Regions from separate parts of the Mus musculus genome. Here region 2 is linked to region 1. A link is a contact called in public Hi-C data. All regions are on one chromosome and are shown on one strand. The core of a region is the stretch at or near the end of the contact, and the rest is flanking DNA. Distances in the headings are between cores, read along the strand shown. Region 1 has its middle 460 kb from the start of Mir6344. Region 2 has its middle 67 kb from the start of Mir6344.

What was found. Hi-C and Micro-C count contacts between places; a contact is called where the count stands out from the background.
Region 2: a contact with region 1 is called in a Hi-C map of myocytes, with 2.7 times the contacts expected there. The contact joins two enhancer-like sites. A contact is called at or near these places in 1 of 484 Hi-C or Micro-C datasets (myocytes) and 2 of 115 datasets of contacts at active chromatin or transcription factors (fibro-adipogenic progenitors and large pre-B cells).

What each region holds. Positions count from the first base shown.
Region 1 is chr1:81,669,058-81,673,970 of GRCm38.p6, reverse strand. No RefSeq gene overlaps it. Among named protein-coding and RNA genes, the nearest start is that of Mir6344, 460 kb to the left of the region's middle. Within about 2 kb of position 1,985, at least 15 of the 459 cell types and tissues checked have an H3K27ac peak or open chromatin away from gene starts, as enhancers often do. A contact at or near this core is called in myocytes, where this site is marked.
Region 2 is chr1:82,196,634-82,201,546 of GRCm38.p6, reverse strand. No RefSeq gene overlaps it. Among named protein-coding and RNA genes, the nearest start is that of Mir6344, 67 kb to the right of the region's middle. Within about 2 kb of position 1,421, at least 67 of the 459 cell types and tissues checked have an H3K27ac peak or open chromatin away from gene starts, as enhancers often do. A contact at or near this core is called in myocytes, where this site is marked.

The sequences.
Region 1 (4,913 bases), core at 736-3,235:
TGTCTTGATGTCCCTTGGGATTTTCTTTTTTTTGATGGCTAACTAGAACGGGAACAGTACCATGTGTAGTCTTATGCAACAGCCAAGAGATGTAAATGTGTAGTCCCAAGATGGAGATGAAGCTGACAAACTGATTTGAATCACCAACAAGCCAGAAAGACAATTAATAAGACCAGCAAGAAGGAAGAATTATATGACCTCCTCCTCTGTCTCTGGTTGCTTTATAGATAAGTGATTGTGATCTGTATAGTAATGGAGAATAACGATTTATATGGAATATAGAGTAGACCCAAACTGCAGGTGTGGCCTGATAAGGCTTGAGTTAGGGTAACATAAGAAAGTATTGTTATGTCTCAAAAGCCTGTCTGTCTCTATGCTTTGGGCCTTGGTTGGAGGGCAAGAAATTCTCTAGGACATGGCTGGAGTGAGAACAGTTTGTAATTATTCTGTATCAAAATTGTCATTGCCTTAATATGCCCTACCAGAGACTGATGGGGAGACAGTGTAAGAAAAAAAAAAACCTTAAATAGTACACAAAACTCACTTTAGGAATAGCAGAAAGTGTGTTCAGCAAGCCAGTTTCCTCCCAAAGTATTATGATTTGTTTCCCCAGGCACAGTGAGAGAGCTGACATGCAATTAAATCAAGCCAAGAGTCACTCCAGCCATCTTCATAACCCACGATATATAAACCATAATACATAAGGCATGTGCAGATATAGGAATTTGAAAAGTAAGGAATAATAAGAAAAGGCTGAAAAACTGTTGGAAATAAGGCCAAGCTTTCCAAAGAGTCCTGATAAGACTTGGGTAATTTTCTCAGCTATTTTCTGAACTGAACTATCATGATGTTAAATTTTGGTTTTGGTTTTATAATAAATGGTCATGTCAGCATATAATGTGGGATACTGAGAAAATACTTATTGGACTTAACATTTGTCTAGAAAGAAAAGCAAGTAATATATATCTGTTTTGAATGATACATCTTCTTGCCACTCATCTTGCAATAGAATTTATTTACTTATACCTGTGTTAATTTCCTCTTCTGGATTTCAATATGCCCTCCCTAACATTACCAAGTATCCTCTCTTGCTGTAAGATTATGTGGTATGGAAAAACATGTATCAACAGTTAAGGTTTAATTCTACCCAAACCTTTGATAAGTTGCTTGACTTCTAATTAGAACCATTCTATGTCAAACATAATCATATTTTGTGTGCCTCTAAAAATGGTAGCAGCATCCAAATTATTCCATTGCATTCCATTAAAAATCTGTGATGCTATGACATGCGGAATGCATGTTCCTAGCTTCTCTAGAAATATTTGAATATGACTGACTCTAATTTTAATAGTGGTGTGAAAGAGTTCAGCAAGGATATAATGAATGAAAACAGCAGCAGCTGTCAAAACATAACATTTGTGTTTGTTTGTATGTGTGTGTGTGTACGTGAATCTTACATGTTATGCTCTGTAGAGATTATGAGTCCCTTTGTTTCATTTTCTGAGCCTCTCTGCTAATTGAAAAAATGTTACAGTGACTAACCAGCTATACCTGCAAAGAAATGAAAAATTGTCCAAGGTTGTTTATTTTTAACTATTCTGGGTAACATGGACATTAATTAAAAAGTAGAACTCAATCCCAACCTTTCTTCCAATTCAGAAGCTCACTTAATATAGACATTTTATTGTAGCTTTCATATGACTTCAAGCACAATTAGAAAATTTTACATAACCGTGCTGTGACCATTGATAATACTCTAATCGATATAAAATCCTTACACTAGCTTAATTGAAGCTACTGCCAGAACAGAAGTAGTATTCTAGACTCACTCACAGTAAAGGAAGCCAAAGCTATCATTTATTTTATTTTCTACCTTGTGTGTTTAAGCACTTATCTTGCTATTGATCTACTACAAGTGGCCTCTAGTGGAAAGGAAAATTGACCTTTGCCAGAATGCAAGCTCTTAACAGCACAAACTGTCTGAATGATTCACTGTTGTCTCACTGATTCGGTTATGACTAAAACAGAACCAAGCATTCAGCAGGTGCTCGACACATATTGGTGTAATCCCTAATTTTGAGCAACTGTGTTTTAAACCAAAACCTCCATACCACTCACCTAAGAGAAGTCTGAATGGGATTCAAAATGGTGTTGTGAAAGGTAGCCTTCAGCCCGGATGCTTATCCCATTGTTGCCACAAAAAGTGGTTTATTATCTAAAGAGCTACCCTGGTTGGGCAATGGTGGCACACACCTTTAATCCCAGCACTTGGGAGGTAGAGGTAGGTGGATTTCTGAGTTCGAGGCCAGCCTGGTCTACAGAGTGAATTCCAGGACAGCCAGGATGGCACAGAGAAACCCTGTCTAAAAAAAAAAAAAACTAAACAGAAACTTACCCTACCTTCATCTCTGAGGTCTGTTCTAGCTGTAAAACTACACAGGCACGACTTGGTTTAATAACTTGTTTTCAATGTCAGCTTGCCATCAGTTTATTACTTCATTTTTTTCTTACTGCAATTAATGTCTTCATCTTGTGGTAGTGGGACAAGAAACATGATACACAAGCAAAACCATATATAGCAGAAAGATGACTGCATAGTCTTTGGATGGAGTGTTTGAAGGTTTGGCATAGTGAACTGGAATCCCAGCAGATTAACTCTGCCTCTGATTAGCGCATTGACTCACCACATGAATAACCACACATCAGATATTTGTCTTGGGCCAACTCTGGTTGACTCATAATCTATGGTTAAACATGAAGATCTGAGCTCCCTTTGATCTTCTTCTTGTGAACATTTCAAAGAAGATAATACCCTGTTATCCAGCAGAGCCAACCTGACTGCCACCCAGGATGGACCCAATCCCATTATTCACATTCTTTGGAGAAGAGGCAGAAGAGGAAGAAGGATGGAAACATTTCTTTTGAGTTTGTGATGAGTCTTGCAGAAGCTAACAGAAGTTATAATAGATTGTCTATCTTTGAAGAAATGTACCTACAAGCATGATTTAGATATTAATAAATAATTGTCATCCTCATGTCATTATTCAAAAACAAGTGTCTGGGGCCAATGACCTTTTTTGTCATTGTACAGTTATTTTTCACATGTGATTATGTGAGCATATTGTGTTTTGTATATGTGTATGTGTGTGTTGGCTATGTATATATGTGTGTGTGTTTATGTGTGCACATTTGGTGAATGCTTGCATGCCTAATCATGCTGTTCCCATGGAGGCCAGTGATCAGCATGTCCTCTGTCACTCTTACTCTCCCCTTTACATCTTGTGATGGGGCCTTTCAATAAATTGTACGTTCACTGATTCAGTCACATTGGCTGGCCAGAGAAACTCCTTGGATTTTCTTGTCTCTGACTCTCAGGGCTGGGATTATAGGTTCTTAACCATTCCCAACTTTTTAGTGTAGGAGTTGAGGATCTGAATTCAGGTCTTGTGCAACAATCGTTTTACCCATTTCCCCAGTTTTCCACACAGGCTTTTATGTGGACATAGATTGTTAACTACAGAAGCAAAAGTTGAACGAAGTTTGAGGTGGAAAGGGAAAGACTCAGAAAGCCTTGGAAGAAAAAAGCCACACTTGGTGATAAACATAACAAACAGTTGTCTGTGCTTGCCAAGGCTCACGTGACTTTTCAGTCTGTCTCGTCCATCTGTGTGTCAAAGGGATTGAGTTTTGTTATTATCTAAGGTAAATTCTTAGATATTGGTAGGATTTGACCTCAATTGGATCTATGGTTTACACGGACTGTCAAGGAACTCACAAGAAGCTGTTGCATTCTGCCTGGACCATCCATGGGGACAACAGTCCTTTCCTAACTGGGATTGGGAAAGAGAACCTCTTTGTTTATGGTGCAATCAAACAGCAAATAATCTGTGTGGATATATGGGCAGAATACAGCCAAATTACTTGAACATAAAGATACTATTGATTGTTTCATAGGAATGCCTATATCAGAAATAGTTTAGGGATTACTTTATATAAAATACAAATTTCTTGGGGACCAAACACTATGTCCTGTAATATCTCTGCATATTAGCTATTGTCTGTAGCTGAAAGTAGTAAAAATTTATTGATAACATTATAAATCTAACCACATTGCATTGTCAAATTAAACTTATCAAACATATATAAAATAAGAAGATGATTGTCATTTTTAATATTAATACCACATTTTAAGACAACTGATATAATAGGCCAGTAGGTGATCATAGTGTGCCTTATTCACCAAACTATTCCTCATTTAGCTAACCTCTAATGCCATTTTCAACACTAAGCATATAAAAACACCACCATTGAGTGTCCCAGAACTATGTAATATTATTAAGATGACATTAAGTAACAATAATCTTCCTTAGACTCAGGATTTAAATATGTATTACACCGAAAGAATACTATTGTGACTGTTTTTATATTTTTATTAAACTATATAAACCATAAATCCTAGAATTCTTTTGAAAATCAAATCTGTTGCTAGTTTGAGCTAGAGGTATAATGATGTGAAGATCAAAAGAAATGCTTGGGAAGCTGGCAACAAACACAGCTCTCCATTTGATATGACTGGAGATGAAGGACACTGGTGTCCAATGACTCCTGTGTTCTCTGTGTTCTCTGTCAATCAGGTGTGGAAATGGGTGTGTTTTTTTATTGGGGGAGATGCATGTGATTTGTGAAAAGAAGGGTACCAGCCGGGTAGTGGTGGCGCATACCTTTAATCCCAGCACTTGGGAGGCAGAGGCAGAGGCAGAGGCAGGCAGATTTCTGAGTTCGAGGCCAGCCTGGTCTAAAAAGTGAGTTCTCAAGAAGAATGAAGACTGAAGTGTGGACACTATGCCCCTCCTTAGAATTGGGAACAAAACACCCATGGAAGGAGTTACAGAGACAAAGTTTGGAGCTGAGAT
Region 2 (4,913 bases), core at 172-2,671, 530 kb before region 1:
TTTGAATGGAACAAAGAGAAGAAGAATTTATAGGCGGGATGGGGTGCGGGGGTGGGTAGGGACCAATGAGTGAGGGTGGTGGAAAGAAGAAAGGAAGATGTCAGAGCTCATGATGAGCCTTGAAAGGGGAATTCAGGCTAGTGAATAAGAAAAATTATGTCCATTCATAGAGCCGCTGTTCCCACGAGTAGGATCGTGGCTTGGGTATTTACATAAATGACTTATACTATTCGTTTCGACAAATTTTTCAGATGGCAAAATGGAAGTGTAGAAGGTACTCAACCCCTTAAGATGTGTGTCCACTCCCCTCAAAACAGAAAAAAAAAAAGCCTGGAGATCCACAAAAAGTTGTCCACCTAGCAGAGCACCCCCTGTCTTACCCCACCCTCCCCCGCCCGCCCCGCTGTAATACTCCTCAAGCTAACTGGAGAAGCAGGTACAGACCAAGAGATGTGTGTCAAGACTCTGGATCCTTTTGAGACAGATGAGAAGAGGCGCCGAGGAAGGGTTGGATGGGTTACTGGCGCTCCCACCAGAGAGGTTTTGAAAATGAGTTACAGTTGGTCAGGAGGGAGAGAGAATTGGTCTCAGGGCAACTGGCTGGCAGCAGGTACTGGGTTTTTCATGGGCTGGGAGTTCCAAGCACACTGAAGACTTTCTGGGCTTCTGTGTTAGTAAAAGAGGAAGCCCTTGAGATAACAGGGGAAGGTTCATCTGGCAGCACTGCTGGGAATGCGCCTGCCCGCCCTGCAGTTTGTGGGATGCGGAAAAGGTATCCCCTTACGTCTTCCAGTTTGCTTCAGTGCATGTTCTCAGAGAGTAAACATATAACACAAGAGCCGTTCAGCTTGTGGTATTTGTTATTTTTGACATTCCTTCCACTTTCTATGAATATTAAAAACGCTTTTGATCTGTCTTAAGCATTTCTTAGTGTTATTGGTTCCTCATTAGGACAGTGTCTTCTAAAGGTCTAATTCATGTGACTTCTTTAATATGAGTAGCTTTCTACTTTCTCTCTCTCTCTCTCTCTCTCTCTCTCTCTCTCTCTCTCTCCCTCGTCTTCTTTTTTCTTTTTCCCTTTTTCTTTTTCTTTTGCCACAGTTCAGTGTGGAGTTATAGTACTATTGAAAGAGAGAGAGAGAAAGAGAGAGAGAGAGAGAGAGAGAGAGAGAGAGAGAGAGAGAGAGAAACGGTTTCCTTGTAGTATATTTATAACTTCCTCTAGATTTAGAGCTTCATGATAGTGGAATAGGAAACTAAATATAACCCATGTTGTTTGTTTTTCCTCAGAGGCCTTTTGGGCCTCAAAAAGAAGGGAGGAGAATGTGAGCTTTGTGGAAAAGGCTTTAGTGTGAATGAGCAGCTGTATGCACCTCAGAGAGACAGTTTGTTGCTAAAAATAGAGGCTCTCTAAGAATAGCAACTCAAAGCATTTAATACCCAGATTCTGCCTGGGCAGAAATAAATTCCAGAGGAGTGTGTGATTAAGGAACGGGACTGCAGAAATCATCAGAGCTGTGGCCTCACAGCTAGGTTTGCATAATGCCACACCAGCCTCAAACAAATGTGCTTGCTACCAGTGCACCAGCCTTTTCTGGTCTCACCACAAAAATTAGGGTTCAGAGTAACAATGAAACCAAAAAGAAAAACAAAACAAAACAAAATACCAACAGTGCACAAAAGGGTATTTTTAGCAAGCTGAGCCAAATTGTTATTGAAATAAAGGAAACCGGGACAGCAAAGTAAGAAAGGCTCAAACAACAAGAAGATGAAGCCTTATGTTGGTGTGTGGTAATAGCTGGCTAAAGCATCCAGGTGGTTCACAACAACTTACCCCCGGCCCGGGGTGGGGGAAGTAGCTCAGTTGCTAAAGTCCTTGATTTGTAGGCATAAGACCTGCGTTTGAAATTTAGAACTCACATTTAGAAATCAGGCAGGGCATGATGTGGAGTCCCCTTGTTGAAGCAGGTAGATCCACTAGGCTCACAGACTAGCCAGTCTAGTCTACTTTATAAGTTCCAGGCGAATGAGGGGCCTGACTGAAAGAAAGCAAGATGAACAGTGCTGACAAATGACGTCCAAGGTTTTTTTTTTTTTTCCTGTCTTACACACACAGACACACCCAGACCCAGACCCAGACACACACACACACACACGTACACACAGATTGGCACACATAACAAAGAAAACTAATGTCTATTTCTGTCTTTTATAAAAGATTAGCTTAAGTTTATTTTTCGTGTATGAGTGCTTGCCTACATGTATATGCACTATTTGTGTTCCTGTGCCCTTAAGGCCAGAAGAGGGCATTGGATACAGATAGTTGTAAGTTGTAGTATCAGTGCTGGGTTCTGAACTCCTGTCCCTTGCAAGAGCAAACAGCTCTTCTAACTCTTCAGCTCCCATTTCTGCATTTTCTCATTTGTTAAATGAAGGTTCCTGGGCTATAATGCCCCATTTCTCTCATTTCTCATCTGTTCAGTTAAGATCTCCAGGGCTGGTATGTACCAATGGTAGAATGACTGCCTACCTTGATGGTTAGCTTTTAGTTGTCAGCTTCACAAGACATTGAATCACCTAGAGAGAGAGAGAGAGTCTTATTGAAAGAGTGTGTTCACTGGGTTGGCCCCTGAGCATGTTTGTGGGGGATTGTCTTCATTGCATCAATCGATGTGGGGGACCTACCCTAAATGTAGGTAGAATGCTCTGGTTGCAGTTCAGATGAAAGGACATGAAGAAGGAAAGCTACCATTTGCTCAGCTGGCCTTCCCACTTGTTGATGAATTCATCTACTCTGTTGCTGCTGCCGCTGATAATGGTGATTCCGATTATGATGATAATTCTTTTACTGACATTAGAATTAACTTCTTTGAACTTCAAACATGGACTGTAGATCAATAGCTCTTCAAGAACATTTCAGGCTCATGGCACCAGATTGAGACTATGAAGACACATAGTCTTGTAGACTGAGCATACAGGGTTCTGGGGCTCTGTGGTATGAGAAAGAAATTGCCAATCTTAGCAAGTCAGTCAGTCTAATAGTTCTCTTTTAGTATCAATTCATTGTATCAGTTCCTTGTATTCATTGTATTCCTGTGAAGAATCTTGACTAATATACCTAGCAAAGGAAAGGCTCTGGGTTCTTGTCTACTCTCCCTGCCCTCCCCCACCCCCACATGCACAGGCACACACGTATGCACATGAACTGAAAGCAAAACAATCTAGAGATCTGCTTTCTGTGATGGGTTCAGATATCTATGGTTTTATTTGATTATTTAACTGACACTTAGAACTAAATTGTGTTCACCCTCCCAAAATGTGTTTAGACCCTAGATCTACCCATGGAATGTTTGCAGAAAGTTGTCTGGGAAACCAGTAGGTTCCCCTGGTGGTGTGAGGGTTGGGTTTTCATGCTGGGATTAGTGGCCTTACGAGTATACAAAGAGATACCAGAATGTCTCTGTTTATTAAGACTTCTTTTTGGTCTCTCTTTACTCCTCTGTCTTTCCCACCTTCTTAAATTTCTCTCCTTCTCCCTATTCTTTTTCCATGAGAGTGCAGAGTGAGAAGGCAGGTACTCCAACATCTTTACATCTTATTCCTGGCCTCCAAAACATTGGGAGAATGAATGTACATGTTTTGTTTAAAGTCCTCACTGTGCTGTGTTTTGTTAACAGTAGAGTAGAAAGACCAACATAATCTCCATTGCCACTACTCTGTTGAAAACAAAAACAACACAGTAATGGCTTAGTAACTGGAGTCCAGACAAGTGAGCTTGTTTATTTTTCTCCATGTTTGTTTCCCTCTTTAAAAGAAAAAGGGGTTATTTTCTATTTAATTAGGTGTATGTGTGGGGAGTGTGCATGTGAGCGCAAGTGCCATCCAAGGCCAGAGGTATTAGACCCCTAGAAGGGTAGTTATAGGAGGTTGAGAGCTTCCTGATGTGGGTGCTGGGAACTGAACTCAGGTCTTCTGTAAGAACAGTACTTGCTCTCAGCCACTGAGCTATTTCTGAAGCCCCTGTCTTTTCTCTCTTTTATTAGAGATTACGGTCCTTTCAAGAGGTTAACAGGTAATGACATCACCCAATTCATTCTCTAATCCTAATTGGCCTGAAACAACGGTTAAGGCATTTACCCAATGCATATATTAAATTTTAATTAAAAGGCAAGATCAGAAATAAATAAAGGATGTTTGGGGCTGCTTATATTTAAACCACTCGTGGCACATCTTGGTTTTAAAATAGCAAATTGTTCAGATGGAGAATGATCTAGGTCCATAAGTACAGACAGATACCTAAAGGAGGTATGACTTCCCAAATGGAAAGTTTATCAAGTATTAAGTGTATACTTTCCTTATCATGATAATAAATGTGATATATATTCTTCCCAATTCATTTACACATGTTACCTAATTTTCGTTTTCATTTCTGGGTCAAATTCTCGTGGCTCTCACGTATCAGAGCACACATAAAAGCACACTGTCACTGATGGAGAAAATCAGAGAAATTCAGGAAAAAGGATAATGGATTACTTTGTGCTGGATGTTGTCCCAAAGGATTTTGATTATTTTTGTTGTTTGTTTGTTTGCTTGCAAGACAGGGTTTCTCTGTGTAGTATTGGCTTTCCTGGAACTCAATCTGTAGACCAGGCTGGTCTTGAAGTCAGAGATCTGCCTGTCTGTGCCTCCCAAGTGCTGGGATTCAAGGTGTGCACCACTGGTGCATGGCTTTCCTCGAGATTTTTAAACCATAGCATAATGTATGTGTGAACATGAACATATGCATGTGTGTGTGGAGACTAGAGGTTGACCATGTGTGTCTGCACCATTATTCTCAATTATATCTTTTGAGATGGAGTCTCTCCCTGGACCCAGAGCACATGAATTGGCTAAACTGCTGCTCAGTGAGTTAT